Linked DNA regions of Zea mays: region 2 is linked to region 1. Evidence: chromatin contacts called from public Hi-C data. All regions are on one chromosome and are shown on one strand. Each heading gives the region's core, a stretch centred on a gene start, on an enhancer-like site or on the middle of the called end of the contact. The rest is flanking DNA. Distances are from core to core; before and after follow the strand shown.

Region 1 (7,176 bases), core at 3,326-5,825:
AATTAAAAAGAGAATGATGCCATAACAATAATCTCACTAGACTTGCACTACTTTCCTTAGTGGGTTGGCGAAACACTAGCCTTTGTAGCATGAACTACTACCCAGGATCACATATCAAGATAAAAAATATAAATAAACAACTGGATAGTATAGGTACATAATGGTCTTGCCGCATTTGTGTAACAATAAAGATGAGAACAACATTGAAGCCTTACCCATACTAAAGTAATTCCAAAATCCTCCACGGAATGTGTGGTAACCTTCCTGAAGTAATCAAGAATGATCATGGAAGCTTTGAATTAAATCCATTAACCAAATGCCTTTGATGGTAATGGTGCATGTCATTTTCTCAAGCAAACATAATTCATAGCAAAAAAAAGTTGCAATAGAAAGAGTGTACTACCATATTGAGAGAATCACTACTTGAGACACGATGGAACGCATGCAATGAATGAGGCAAATCTAATGGAGCAATAGGATCACATGGACCTTCCTCTGGAACTCGCATTCTCAAAATGATGTGCCAACTGAAACATCAAAATTTACAGTAAATTGTGTCTGCCTTAGCATGAGAGAAAAGAATAAGCATGCTTTAAACTGAGGAAAGACATGATGATGAAGGGTTAACTATTCAATTATTTTTAATGTAAATAAATAACTTTGCATGGGAAAGAGAAGCAAGAGAAGGCTGAAGTTGACATGGAAAAAGATAGTAAAAGGAGACTTAAAAGGATGGAATATACCCAAAGTTTTAGCCGTGAATATGAGTGCATGGAAAAGAGCTATACACATGCCTCAACCTTCACTAGTGACTTCTACTAGGTTTCAACTCTAACCTATCACAACTTGCTTGAGACTAAAAGGCTTTGTTGTTGTAATAAATAAATTTGCATCCTACAAGCAGCAGAAAAATGAGCATAGGAACATGCTCCATTATTGGAGGCAATATTAGACAATTTTTTTGCCGCAAACACACAGGAGACATTTTCTTTATGAAGAAAATAATTCCGTACAGGCTACCACAAGGATGGGCTAGACAAGCACAAAGCTACAAACTGAAGAATATTACACAAATTTAGCAATATTTTCATCTTTAGGGAAATCATTACATAACCTAAAACAACTAACAACGAGCTCTTTTTCTTGGGCAGTACCTATCAATCTTAATTTCTTTTGCATGCTTTACTAGCCCGAGGAATGATTTTACAGCCTCTTGGTCAGTAGAAGGATTCTTCTTTCCCTGCAATGTTGAACTCAACATAAACAAATCTTTTCTTACATGTAGAAGCAATTGCATGCAAGATTGCAAGCTAAAGTCACGTAAGAAAATAGTTTTTTTATCAACTAAATTGGATTTGCATATGACCTGATAGAATCATAGAACTCAAAAGTGTGCATCAACTTTTCAAAATTTCTACACTCACCGCAGCTTATCAATAAAAATAAATATTAAAACAACAGCTTGAACATATGCAAAGTAGTCCCTCTGTTCCAAAACAAACATAATGTTTTAGTTTTGTCCTAAATCAAGTTATCTTAAGTTTGACCAAATCTATAGAAAAATCAAAAAATAGCTAATGTTTATGACAACACATAACTATATTATGAAAATATGTTTCATGATGTGTCCAATGATACTTATTCTATACTATACTTAAAGCACCAGTTTCAACGGTCGTCATGCGTCATTTTTTTTACAAATAACCCCTCACAGCTATTTCAAATTAATCCGCTGCACGTCTATAGATGCCAAACGACGCCCGACATGGGCTAGATGCACGCGGGCCACAACTATGGCACAGGCACGTCATGCCGGCCTGCTAACTGTATCGGGCCAGCCCATTAGCCCGTCGATCCATTTAATTAAATCAGCGTAACGACGCCCGACATGGGCTAGATGCACGCGGGCCACAACTATGGTACAAACACGTCATGCCGGCTTGCTAACTGTGTCGGGCCAGCCCGTTAGCCCATCGATCCATTTAATTAAATCAGCGTAAAATGTTAAAAAACGGTGCAGGAGGTGGGGTTCGAACCCATTCCCTGATAGAAGAAGTGTGGGAGACACTGGGTGAAACTGTCTAACGAGTAGAACATCACGCCATGATGTTTTTAATATTGAATATAAATTGTATATATGTATATACGTTTTTTTGTAAAATAAAAAAATAATCGTGTCAGGCTGGGCCAGCACTACGGGCCGAGGCTACAGCCCAAGCACGGCACGACGTTCTTGTCTCTTGCAAGCATTAGGTTGTTTTTGAGACGATATTGGCGCAATGTACTACATGTTGTTTGAGTTGCTGAATTGGATGGAGCAACAATGATTTGTCACACTAACAGCAAAATGAAAGGTTATTGTTGGTTTTAAACGTTAGTAATTGCTACGAAGTAGCATAATTTATATGGAGCGCATTCAGTTTTTTTTTATGTCTGACTTTAGCAATCACTTCATATTTTGATCATCTTTTTTTATAAGTTTGACTTCATTGGACTTATTTTAGAAACTTGATCTCACAAACTTTCTCTTATTTGGTCTTTGTATGATGGAATTATGTTATTTTATAATCTCTGTTCATTCAGTCAATCGTTGTGAACTCTCTTCTAATCGCTCACTTCATTGGTCGTGTTGTACCAAGACATATTTGCATGGAGTAAACAATAACATCAGTTAGTCAAATCAAAAAATATATTATACAGAGAGCGGAGACAATCAATAAAAAATCTTGAATTTTTTTGATGGATAGTTTACGTGGATATTGTTGTAAGCCGTCGCAATGCACGGGCAACCGACTAGTTGGTAATATAAACACTAGTATTCCAGTATATAAATTTGGTCAAACATTAGATAGTTTGACTTAGGACCAAGTTTTTTTTTGGAACAAAAGGAGTACAAAGTATTAGACAATATGTATACAGGTAACAAGTAGATGGATGATAGTGATTGGAGCGTCAGTATACTAATCAGTATGTTCAATTTTTCACCATGGATGAGATAGAGGAGAATTTGATTATTCTATCTTTAATCATGGATGAGAAAACATAAAAATGACTTCAACTTTCCTTTTGTGTGAAACATCAGCGACACAATAATATAAAGGAAATCTGTTTAAAAGAATGATGTTGGCCACTTACCCATCCAAATGAAAAGGGGAGGTTATTTCCGGTTCCCAGAGGAACAGTTGCCACTGGAGGTGGGTGGGAAAGCTTAAGGTCACTGACTACCCCAAGCAGCCAGCTAGCTGTACCATCACCGCCTGCAACCTAATTGAAATCTGTTAAGTCAAAATAAGTACAATGGGAAAGCAAAAGAGATAGATACCACAGTATAACAATAATCTAAATTCTGAAAGTGTTATGACTCACAATTAGCCTCAGTGTCCTCCAAATTTGAACTGCAAGAATGTCTCCTTCCATCTTCAGCCTTTCAAGGTTGGCATATAAACGATGCAATACCTTATCTGGAGCCTCTTTTGAGAGATCAAAAACCTGAAAGTAACTGAGCAGCTCTCACAAAAATTACAGATTCAAAATGCAATTAAGACCAGAAGCATATTTCCATGGTCTAGCATTTCCAGAAAGACAAAAGGTACCTGTGCTTCATTGAGAAGCTCACGATATGTTTTGATTAAACTACTTCCAAGTTGGCCTCCAGATCTTGAGTTGATGAACACTACAACGGGGCAGGGTGCCGCATGATCAACAAGTACTTGTTGGGCACCTGGCTTCAGAATGTAATCTGGAATGTAGTAGTCCTCCAGAGGCCCACATGGTTTAGAACAAGAACCAACCACGGTCTCTGCCTCACCTTCCATCCTGAAAAATCGTTCTCATAGTTTTAATGGGATAACTCACTGGTGCTACAAATGTTTGCTCCCTCCATTCATGAATACAAGGCATATTTTGATTGGGTGGTCCTGAATTATGTTATCTTTACAACAGAATCCACACCATCCTAAAAGCGCTTTGGATATGAACCTATTGGTGCAACATTTGTGCATGAAGCATGAATAATTCCACTAATTGTTGGTCAAGTTGGATATGAATCTTTTGATGCAACACTTGTGCACGAAGCATGAATAATAATGTGACCAATTGTTGGTCAAAACTTGAAAAGTTTGAGTTTTGCAAATCAAATACTCCCACAAATAGATGATGGATCTGCTATTTTAGCATCATCAACATAAAATACCCGTGAATAATTTTTTCAGCACATCAGATTACAGGAAATGGAGAAGGAAAAGAGTCAGAAGCGGGCAGAGTAAAAGACATGTACACCCGGTAACAAAAATCGAATTTAGTGGATACCACACATGTATATACCGTAATTGGGTCAGATCCGAATGCATATATAACTTGGGGGCGCTCGTTTGCGCGCAGCAGGAAGGCAAGAGAAAGAACAGCGTACCTAGTGGATGATTGTCGCCGGCCAAGCGCCCTCGCCAAGTCACCGCTGTTCGCCCGACGCCGCTACCGCCGGCGAGGAACTAGGAGGTACCGATTGGATCGGGAGAGTCGACGCTTGGGTGGGCCTGAGCGCCGGAGAATGAGATTTGGCTTTCTGAGGTTACGATTCCGGAGGAAAATCGATGTTAGGAGGACAGGAGGCACTCTCTTGGTTGTCATCGTTTCTAGGGGCTCGCATGTTCGCCATTTTAAGATTTGACTTTTTTTTTGTGTGTATTTCTTACATTGACGAATGACTTTGTGTAGGAAAGCACATTTATGAATTTTATTTATCTTATTTCTCTACTCCTTTGAAAAGATAGTTTTATACGTCGTGCTTCACGTGTAAAGTGCATAGTTCTGTACATCAAATTCGTCTAACAATACATCAAATAGGGATAATCATTAGAAACCACTGGAGCATAACACAATACAACGTCCGCATACCATCCTGCTAGGTGTAGAAGGAGGACCGATCGAGCGAGCTATAAAAAAGGTTATGCTCCTTTTTAATTCATAACTTTCTTAATCTTTTGATTTAGATAAAATATAATATTTATTCGTATCAGTTTAATATCTGATATATGGATCATGTGTTCATATTAATATTAAATTTAATTTTTATGGTACCAAATATGATTGCATGTCACCGCACGGACAATGTACTATTTTTTCAATTTGTTACTTCCTTTGTCCCAAAATAAAATTTGTTTTACCTTTTTAGTTGATTGATATATTAATTAATATATTTGTTTTACATATATGTCTAGATTTATCATCATCTATTTAAATATGGACATAAAAATCAATAGCTAAAACGACTAATATATTGGGACGGGGTGAGTAATGTTTATTAAGATTAAGATTACGTATGGTTGCGCTTTTAATTTTCTTCGTTGTGCGAAGGGCGAGTGTCCACTTATCAGCCGTTTTGAACTATTTATAATTTCTTAGAAGATATACAGAAATGAATTTCCACAAATATCCCTTTTAAGGAGATAAATAAGCTCACTTGCTTTGTTTCAAATTATAAAGTATTTTAGCCTTTTCAAGTATATAATTTTTGCTATGTATGAAAATATATACACCATGTTAAGATATGTATGTAAAAAAATATTAATCTTAAAAATAAAAATAATTTATACTTTGAAATTGAGAAACATGTTAACAACTATAAGAATAGTTGTTGGGAGAGAAGATCGAATAGGACCTTGATGATCGGTTTGGTTGACACCGTCTAACCATCCATCCGAGGAGCAAACATTTTGATAAGGCTGAGCAAGACCTCGACCAATGAGTCGATCGAAGGGTTCAAAGGCTATGGCAATGCCTTTGCTCTTTAGAAAGAAGGACAAGAGAGGTCGTAATGGGCCCTCCTATTTAAGTCAAGAACATGAAGCCAACAGAGAACACCCACGAAGCTGTCGTCTTCGTGCCCTTTCTCATCCGAGGACTGGCCCTGTCGGCCTCTCCCTTTTTTCGCGGCCTCCTCGATTTTACGCTCTGAATCTTACACATTTAAACCCCAATTTTGTTCTTCAAATTGTCATGTTTGTTCACCTCTGCGAGGCTTTCCTTGGAATTCTTCCTCATTTCAGGTTTTGGAAATATCTCTACCACTGTCGGTCCGAGATGGCTGGAGGACAACATCATCTTGTTGGTGGTGCCAGCTTGGAGCTTCATCGAGGTAGGGAAGTCGAATATCTTGATATCCACCTGAAGGACAACATTAAAGGATGGCGCCTTGAGTGGTTTACCATGGAGAACCACAACAAGTCCCTCCCCCCTCGATCGGGGAGGCAGACCGATGTCCGCACACCCAGCTGGACAGAGTCCCCCACAGCCTCAGAGCTAGCCGAATCCAGGGTATTGCTTGCCGAAATATGTGTGCTGAAAGACAAGGGCCTGACTGCCGAAGCTGTTGTTGCTGACTTTGTCTTCAAGAACATCCAACCTCTAAAAGATAGAGTGTACCCAGCTTATCTGTACACCGGGCTCAATGACCCTACCCGAATTACCAATAGACGGATTCCTCACGAGGACCTGCTGAGCCGGATTGACTTGATGTTAAGGGGCAAGGTTTCGAATGCTGGTGCTCCCCTATCTTATTATGCCTCCACAGAGTCCCTTTTCTGAATTCATTTCCAATCCTCATGTTCAAGATGGTAGTCTGGGTCATAGAGTGCGACCCTCATTGGGTGACATCGAGGCTTTCATCGCTTCATTCCGGAATCTTCCTGAAGCAGAGAGGTAGACTCATTTCCAGATGCCGATCAGTGCTGATGAGGTCGAGGTGAACGTAGTTCTTAGTATGCTGGATGGAGAATCGTCTGACCCTGCCCGTACTGAGTCGATAGCTGTTGCGATTGGGTAGAATCTTGGTGAGGACGAAGAAGTTCAGAATCCTGAAGGTGTTTGTCGCAACCGATCGCGCCGGACAAACTACCCAACTGCGCCTGATGAGGGGAAAAAGAGAAAGAAAAGACTTCGGCGAATATCATGCTTAGAACAAGATGCTGGTCCCTCGACATCACTCCTCGGTGGTGGCTCGGCGAGCACCACCCTCGAGGACGATATCAGAGGTTGTGGTGATGATAGAGTTGGCGGTTGTGTGCTTGATGAGGACGAAGAGGAGGAAGAAGAAGAAATTCCCTTGATTCGTAAGAACACCCGTAGCAGCAGGAGTAGTGACATTCCGACACAGGCCTTATCAGGACTTGTTAGCCTCCA
Region 2 (7,176 bases), core at 3,212-5,711, 200 kb after region 1:
ACAGGCTTTAAGTATTTTTTTTACTAATGTAAAACGGCTCTTTATGTACACTATTTGTGCGGGGGAAATCTCCCATGCCAGCCCGTACTGGTTTATTCCAACTAATGTACACTATTCGTGCGCAATGGGTCAGGCCGTGTACATGATTTATATATGGCTATGGTCATAATGGATTGCGAAACATTTTTTTATAATATTGTAACGTACATTTTATCATAACGGATTATGAAACATTTTCTCATAACAGTGTAACATAAATTTATACATAAGTTTTTGTGGTATTATATGTTTCTGTTGCAACGCACAGACACTTATCTAGTATCTTAAGATTAAGATAGCGCGTGAATAATCTGTTTCCTTCTGTTTTATTCCAACTAATGTTCTCGCTTTATGACTTCGACCATATGTATATGTATAATATTAATATGACATAACTAACCTTATTATATAAATCATTAAATCTACTCTTATAATACGAGATATAAATGTTACTACTATTTTTATTAAATATCATTAAATATAGGAAAACTTGACAGCCCATAGTGACAATTAAATATGGATGAAGGGACTAGTTATGACGCGTTCCAGATGATTCAAACCTTTATCATTAATTATTAGTCTACTCTTATAATACGAGATATAAATGTTACTACTATTTTTATTAAATATCATTAAATATAGGAAAACTTGACAGCCCATAGTGACAATTAAATATGGATGAAGGGACTAGTTATGACGCGTTCCAGATGATTCAAACCTTTATCATTAATTATTAGTCCATAATAATTTTATGACTATTTATGATTAATTATTGATTCACAAAAAAATTATGACATATCCTCATGTTTGCAAAGAGGTCGAACTAGAAATGGCCATTAAGGCCGTCTCTAGTAACCTCATTATCTTATTTATATCTCACTTCCTATTTTAAACTTCATTATTGTTTGGTACCTGAAAACAGAGTACCCAAAAAAGACCCGAAGGCCTCCCAAAGACGTCCCACGAACCAGACGGCCCGCCTGCCAAGCAGCTCGGTGGGAAGATCTAAAAGGCCACCCGACGACGGCTCGCCAAACAAATGTCCGACGAGCAACCCAGCGAGACAAATGTCCACCATTAGGAGTGGATCGCACGTTACCGAGGCGGGACCATTGACTCTCAGGACCATGTGGGCTACTGCCATCATGGCCCCCACTGTAGCGCGCGAGGTGCCAAGGCGAAGGGTGACAGGCAGAGAAGACGGGACGACAACGTCAGAGCATCTCTACACATGGTAGCGCTTCAGCCTACGCCACAACCTACTCCTGTGCTATGCCCCGATTAGACGAGGCAAGGGTACGGCGAGCAGAAACACTCCAGCCTACACCTCAACCTACTCCTGCACCCTGCCTCGATTAGACGAGGCGAGGGCGCTACGGGCCAGGAAATCTACACGAAGACTAGAAGAAGATCTGTTCCATGCACACGTCTGGCCGATGCGATCACGTGCGCCCGAGAGGCCGATGGACTCGCGCCCGATGCGTGACGAACCATCGCAGGAAAGGGTCCACCCCTTACACTGCATAAACCTCCAAGCAACCCACACAGATTACTAAGTGACTGAAGGACTACATCTAGCACATGCGCTCACGCGCACCCGAGAAACAAATGGACTCACGCTCAGTGTGTGACAAACCATCACAAGAAGGGGTCCACCCCTTATACTGTATGAACCCCCAGACAATCCACATGGATTACTTGGGGGCTACATCTAACGGATGCGTTTGCACGCACACCAAAAGAGAAGGTACTCAAAGAAGGCCCGAATGCCTCCTAAAGATGGCCCACGAACCAGGTGGCCCGTCTACCAAGCAGCTCGATGGGAAGATCCAAAAGGCCACCCGGGGACAACCCACCAAGCCGGCCGGCCCACCGAACAAATGTCCGCCGAGCAACCCAGCAAGGCGGGGCTGCCGAGCAACCTGCCCGCCGAGCAACATAGCGAGCAACCTACACTGGACTAGGGCTCCGGCTTGAACCACTATAATCAACTCGCCTCAGATCCACCCTTGAGCCCCTCATAGCTCACCATTCAGAGTGAGTCCGCGCTAACACCCCTGCCAAACACAAATCTTATATCCCCCGGTTCCGGAAACCACGATAGTTGGCGTGCCAGGTAGGGGGATGGGCGCTCAGCCTGGCTATGATATCCTGGCCCCTAGGATGGTGATATCCTGTCCCAAGGCCTAATAGAATTAATAAAGTATCCATACCAATAAGGTGCATCTTCTTTTTTAGAAGCCTATCTCAAAAGAACCTCCAAGTTAAGCATGCTTGACTTGGAGCAATTTGGGATGGGTGACCGACCGAGAAGTTTTCTCTGGTGCGCATGAGTGAAGACAATGTGCACACAAAAGACTCGTGTTGGTCTGTGAGGACAATATATGATCCTAGAGAGCTGCCAGGAGTAAGTACCGCCGATTCGGGATTGGACGGGTTGTTATAAGTGGTATCAGAGCCGACCCTCACAGTTTCACGGGTGTGTGTGGGTTAGGGGTTCGGGTATATGTTGCATGGTGCATATGGGCCTAGAGTGGTTACATGACATGGCATATGACGACACTAGACATACAAACGTGGTTAAAAGGGGAGGTTCCTGGATTGGAGTTGACCGACGAGGATGTCGGTCTTCTAAGGGGATGGATTGTGATATCGTGGCCCTTGGGATGGTGATATCCTGGCCCAAGGCTTAATAGAATTAATAGAGTATCCATACCAACAAGGTGCATCTTCTTATTTCAGAAGCCTGTCTCGAAAGAACCTCCAAGTTAAGCGTGCTTGGCTTGGAGTAATTTGGGATGGGTGACCGACTAGGAAATTTTCTCGGGTTCACATGAGTGAGGACAAAATGCACATAAAAGACTCGTGTTGGTCTGTGGGGACAATATATGATCCTAGAGAGCTGCCAGGAGTAAGTACCGCTGGTCCGAGATTGGACGGGGTGTTACATTGGCCCCTTACCAATGACATTCCGTTCGTCTGCCGACGAGCTCAGCCGAGGAGGATTTGACGACGTATGGCGAAAGACAAAAAAACGACATCCCAAGATGCTCGCCGTCGATCTCAAGCGGCGCCTCAACAATCGCGTCGACACCATCAGGAAGAAGGCGGTGGGAGCCTCAAGCACTTTGCTTGAGGTTACCACCGTAGGCTCCCCCAGGCTCCGTCGTGCTCGGGGTCGCAGGCGGTGACCCCTAGTAGAACATGGTGGTACTCGAGGTAGCCATTGCCATTTGACAGCCGAGCGCAAGCAAGGCCGTCGCCGGCTATCAGCCGCTATGCTCCGTAGTAGGTGGAGTCACCTCCCCCGCTCGTGGGGAGTGACTTCTTCTACCCGCCAATGGGTTTCGGGAAGTCATAATGACGAAGGCTACGCATTCATCAACATGACCTCCCTATAATCCATTGGTGGGGTCCCATAGGCCAGGAGCAAGGGTTAGCACACTCTGTTGCGCTGACTTGCTTTCCGCCGCACAAACTCATTGCTTGCTCAGTCTTCACTGTCACACACACTCAAGTGGGTTGAGTCCCAAATCCCTCGGTGTGCCGGTGGAGACCAGCAAGCAAGCCATTAATGGGTTGCGCCTTCAGCAACCTCATCACGCATGAGGTGGCCAGCCGCGACGAGGAGGGTCCATGGAAGCTCTCCACGCAAGCTGGTGTTCCCCAGACCCGACCCGTCGGCCACAAGCTCCATGGCGTTTGGGGTAGCAGCCAACAGCCCCAACCAGACACTGCTTACCCCTCGAAGTGAGACGTGCGGCAAAGCTCAGGCGGTTTAGAGTGCTAACAGAAATTAGTAGATTAAATCTTAGCTCAATAGTTATTAGAGCAGAGGTGAAAACTTAGATGTATATAATCTGTGATGTGTATACGTCTCACTTTATGATTGTAAGCACAAAACTTTGATGTGTATAAATGTACGATATGATTAAACTCCATGTTGCTACAATTAAACATGATCCAATATGTTTTAGTAGTTTCAATGTCAATATATACAAAATTGGGTCTGGTGGATTTTTTTAAAAGGAAAAATTTACCACCGATGGTTGGTTCAGTGAAAATCCGCTAGTGGAAATCATTTTTTATTGGCGGTTAAGCTAAGGCAATCGCTAGTGAAAATTAATTTCCAACGAGGGTTAAGAAACCCGTCAATAGAAATTGATTTTCACACGTAGTTCTCAAGTAACTGTCAATAGAAAGAACCATTTTTACTGGCCCCTTGCTCTAGCGGTCTGAAAACACAAGTGAAAACGTGTTCCAAACCGAGCGTTTTGATACTAGTGTTAGTCTGAGGTCACGGCTAGCCGGATGATGAAAAGGGGAAGCAAGCAGACAAGCGGCGGCGCGGCGTGTGTAGGTGGGTGAATCTTTTTCGGGGCTGTTCTTGCGGGCTGGCCCACCAGAGCGGCATGGGGGAGCAATCTGGTCCATGCGCTCTTCACGTGGCCTCCACACCCGGCCGGCAACATCGTTCCACAGCCACGAGCTCCACCCTCGCCGCATCTTTTTCTTCTCTTTCCTGCCCTTTAATAATAATTTTATTTCTCAACTCATCGTTTTATTTTCTCGGCGAATAATCGTGTGTCTAGAATCTAGATAGCGTGTGGCCCAAAATAGACCTTTCACACCTGACGACGTCTGCGATTAAAACAAATATGATCACATATCGAAAACAAAGAGGATGTTTGGTTTGAAAATCAATCTATCTAAATTAAGATAGTACATCATAAATTCATTTATAAATTTGGTGCAGTAATATTATTTCTAATCACGAGGAAGATCAACTTATTCCATTACACAAACCAAATAAAAAAATAACGAGTGAAAAAATGATGAATTGGCTTATTTATGAAACCAAACACCCTAGAAGTAGATAAACAAAAATCAACCAAAAGGTGGATTAGACCGATGTTGAATTTGTACTTCACGTGATGGGATTTCCAAACGACTTTTGGGTCGACAGAAGATGTGACAAACAACAAAATAAAAAAAGTGGTATGTTTTGACGATTGAAGTTAGATCCTAATTGGTCGTGATCCTCTCGTTGTGTTATTTCATTAGAAAACAGTTTCAAAACATGTTCTCCAAGTTTCTCACGCCAAGGTCGATATAAAATCAACGTGAAAATCAAATTTATTCAGAATGGACTGTAAAACTTGTCTGCAGGCCGGTTCTCAAATCGGTCTGGCCAATCGTACAATACTTTCTCGGTCTTAAATTAAAATTCGTTTGAATTAATTAATTAATTAATACAATATTTAATATATGTGTCATATATATATGTCTAGATTAATCATCATTTATTTAAACATAGACATAAAAATCAAGTATTAAAACGACTATTATTTTAAGCCGGAGGGAGTAGTAAAACTGGTCAGGCCACTTAAAGCAGCCGGTTAGGCGGGTTCTTCTCCTTTTCTCTCGTTTTGCTTGATATCTTAATATTATTGTTCTAAATATTTTTTCTACCACGTTCTTGATGGCAGGACTTGATGGTCTAGTCTAAATCCTAAATTGTCACATTTTTACGTGTCAAACACAATGTTTGCTTCCTCTCTGCCAGGCGTTATTGTCCTTTTTCTCTGTCTCTATAGATATTGCAGCCGTTCATCATCTTGAAATTTTTTTTGTCTCAAAAGTTTGTGTCTACGTCATCTTATCACGATATTGTTTCTAGTAATTAATTATTGCATGCCGATTACTCAATCATGTCAGGTAGCTAGCAAGCATGGCATGCTCCCCAGCGAGGACAGATGGATACATACAGCCAGACAGATAGTAGACAAATAGATCGAGGAGATGAATGGACACGGATATATGATGGATACATACAGCCAGACAGATAGTACACAAATAGATCGAGGAGGTGAATGGACATGGATATATGTGCCGCTCACGTAACTATCACATCTCTTTGTCCAAGATTGTCACTGTGTAGTGTACCGCGGTTGAGAAGATTACAAGTACTGATGACTTAAGCAACTGACATTGAAAATGATTTTTTTAGCTCGAGTTGGTAACAATAGTCAGATTTAAAGGGTCTTTAATAGTCCCGATTGGTGTTAATAACGGGACTAGAGGTTCCTTTTTTCTTTAGGACCTATTGGATCTTGAAATTGAAATCCAAACTAATAATCATAGTTTAGGCATAAATCAATTAAGTCAATACGGTTTTTTGTCACTTACTTTTGATTCCTAAAAGTGATCAAAGATAAGGCAACACAAATGAAAAGATTCCTCTTGTCCCGTTCATTAATCTTCCATGGGAAGGTTAATAAAAGGGAGAAGCCTAAAGAAAAATAATAGAGACTTCACAAAATGATTCATTTTGACATATTCTTCTATTCATTGTTCGATATAAAAACAATTACATATCTACCTTCGGCTTTACAAAGAAGAACACAAAGATAAGACAAAGTAGCTTCGAAGGCTGAGCGATTCAGTTCAGCCTCATGCCCAAAATGGTGAAAGTTGTGTATGGCACTGTGCCCCTATTTATAGTGGTGAGATAAAATTCCGTATAAAATTACAAAAATACTAATAAGTCCTATTTACATAATCTATAAGTTTTGAAGGGGTAGAGTTTTCATTTCTCCTTTCTGCTAGTCAAGCTTCTGGAGTCTTCTTTCTCCCATCTGCTTCGTGCGTCGATGCCGCGAAGCCGAAGCCCTCTCCTTCAATTTCGTTCATGTGCCAGCCCTTCGGAGTTGAGGCTCCTCAGCTTCGTTTCTACTTTGCGTACTACTTCGGACGAAGGCCAGCTTTGCTATTTTTAGGGTACCCGAAAGATGTTTGCTTTAACAATATAATGTTTTGAGGACCTTCGGCAACATAGGCCCCAATAGTAGCCCATCACATAATTATTTCGTTTTTCATAACAAGCTTATACCACAAAATGAATAAGGGAGGCCTTGTGCTGAAGGTCCAAAAAAACACCTTCCTAGAGCTTGTTATTAAAAATGACAAAAGTTGCCAAGCTTCGGAATGAAGAGTTACATCTCTTGGCCCACAAAACAGTAAGAATCACCGCCAGTCCTCGTCTTCTGCGCCTACTCGTGTATATAAAATTGTCGACCCTTTGCTATCTCTTAGCATTTATTGCTTTGCACCAACCTGCTGACGCCCACTTCACCG

What was found. Hi-C and Micro-C count contacts between places; a contact is called where the count stands out from the background.
Region 2: a Hi-C map of leaf shows a contact between it and region 1, with 5 times the contacts expected there. The contact joins the enhancer-like site here to the promoter of LOC100127508 in region 1. A contact is called at or near these places in 4 of 25 Hi-C or Micro-C datasets (ear, endosperm, leaf and 1 more).

Annotation. Positions count from the first base shown.
Region 1 is chr10:56,952,359-56,959,534 of Zm-B73-REFERENCE-NAM-5.0, forward strand. LOC100127508 (Diacylglycerol kinase 2) reads right to left here and starts at 4,576. Exons shown (of 13, transcript NM_001112765.1): 1 at 4,409-4,576; 2 at 3,594-3,816; 3 at 3,367-3,489; 4 at 3,136-3,264; 5 at 1,155-1,240; 6 at 404-527; 7 at 216-264. The coding sequence starts at 3,815. It also overlaps the pseudogene LOC111590430.
Region 2 is chr10:57,156,035-57,163,210 of Zm-B73-REFERENCE-NAM-5.0, forward strand. No RefSeq gene overlaps it. Among protein-coding and RNA genes, the nearest start is that of LOC103641101, 9.7 kb to the left of the region's middle. Within about 2 kb of position 4,462, at least 17 of the 20 cell types and tissues checked have an H3K27ac peak or open chromatin away from gene starts, as enhancers often do. A contact at or near this core is called in ear, endosperm and leaf, where this site is marked.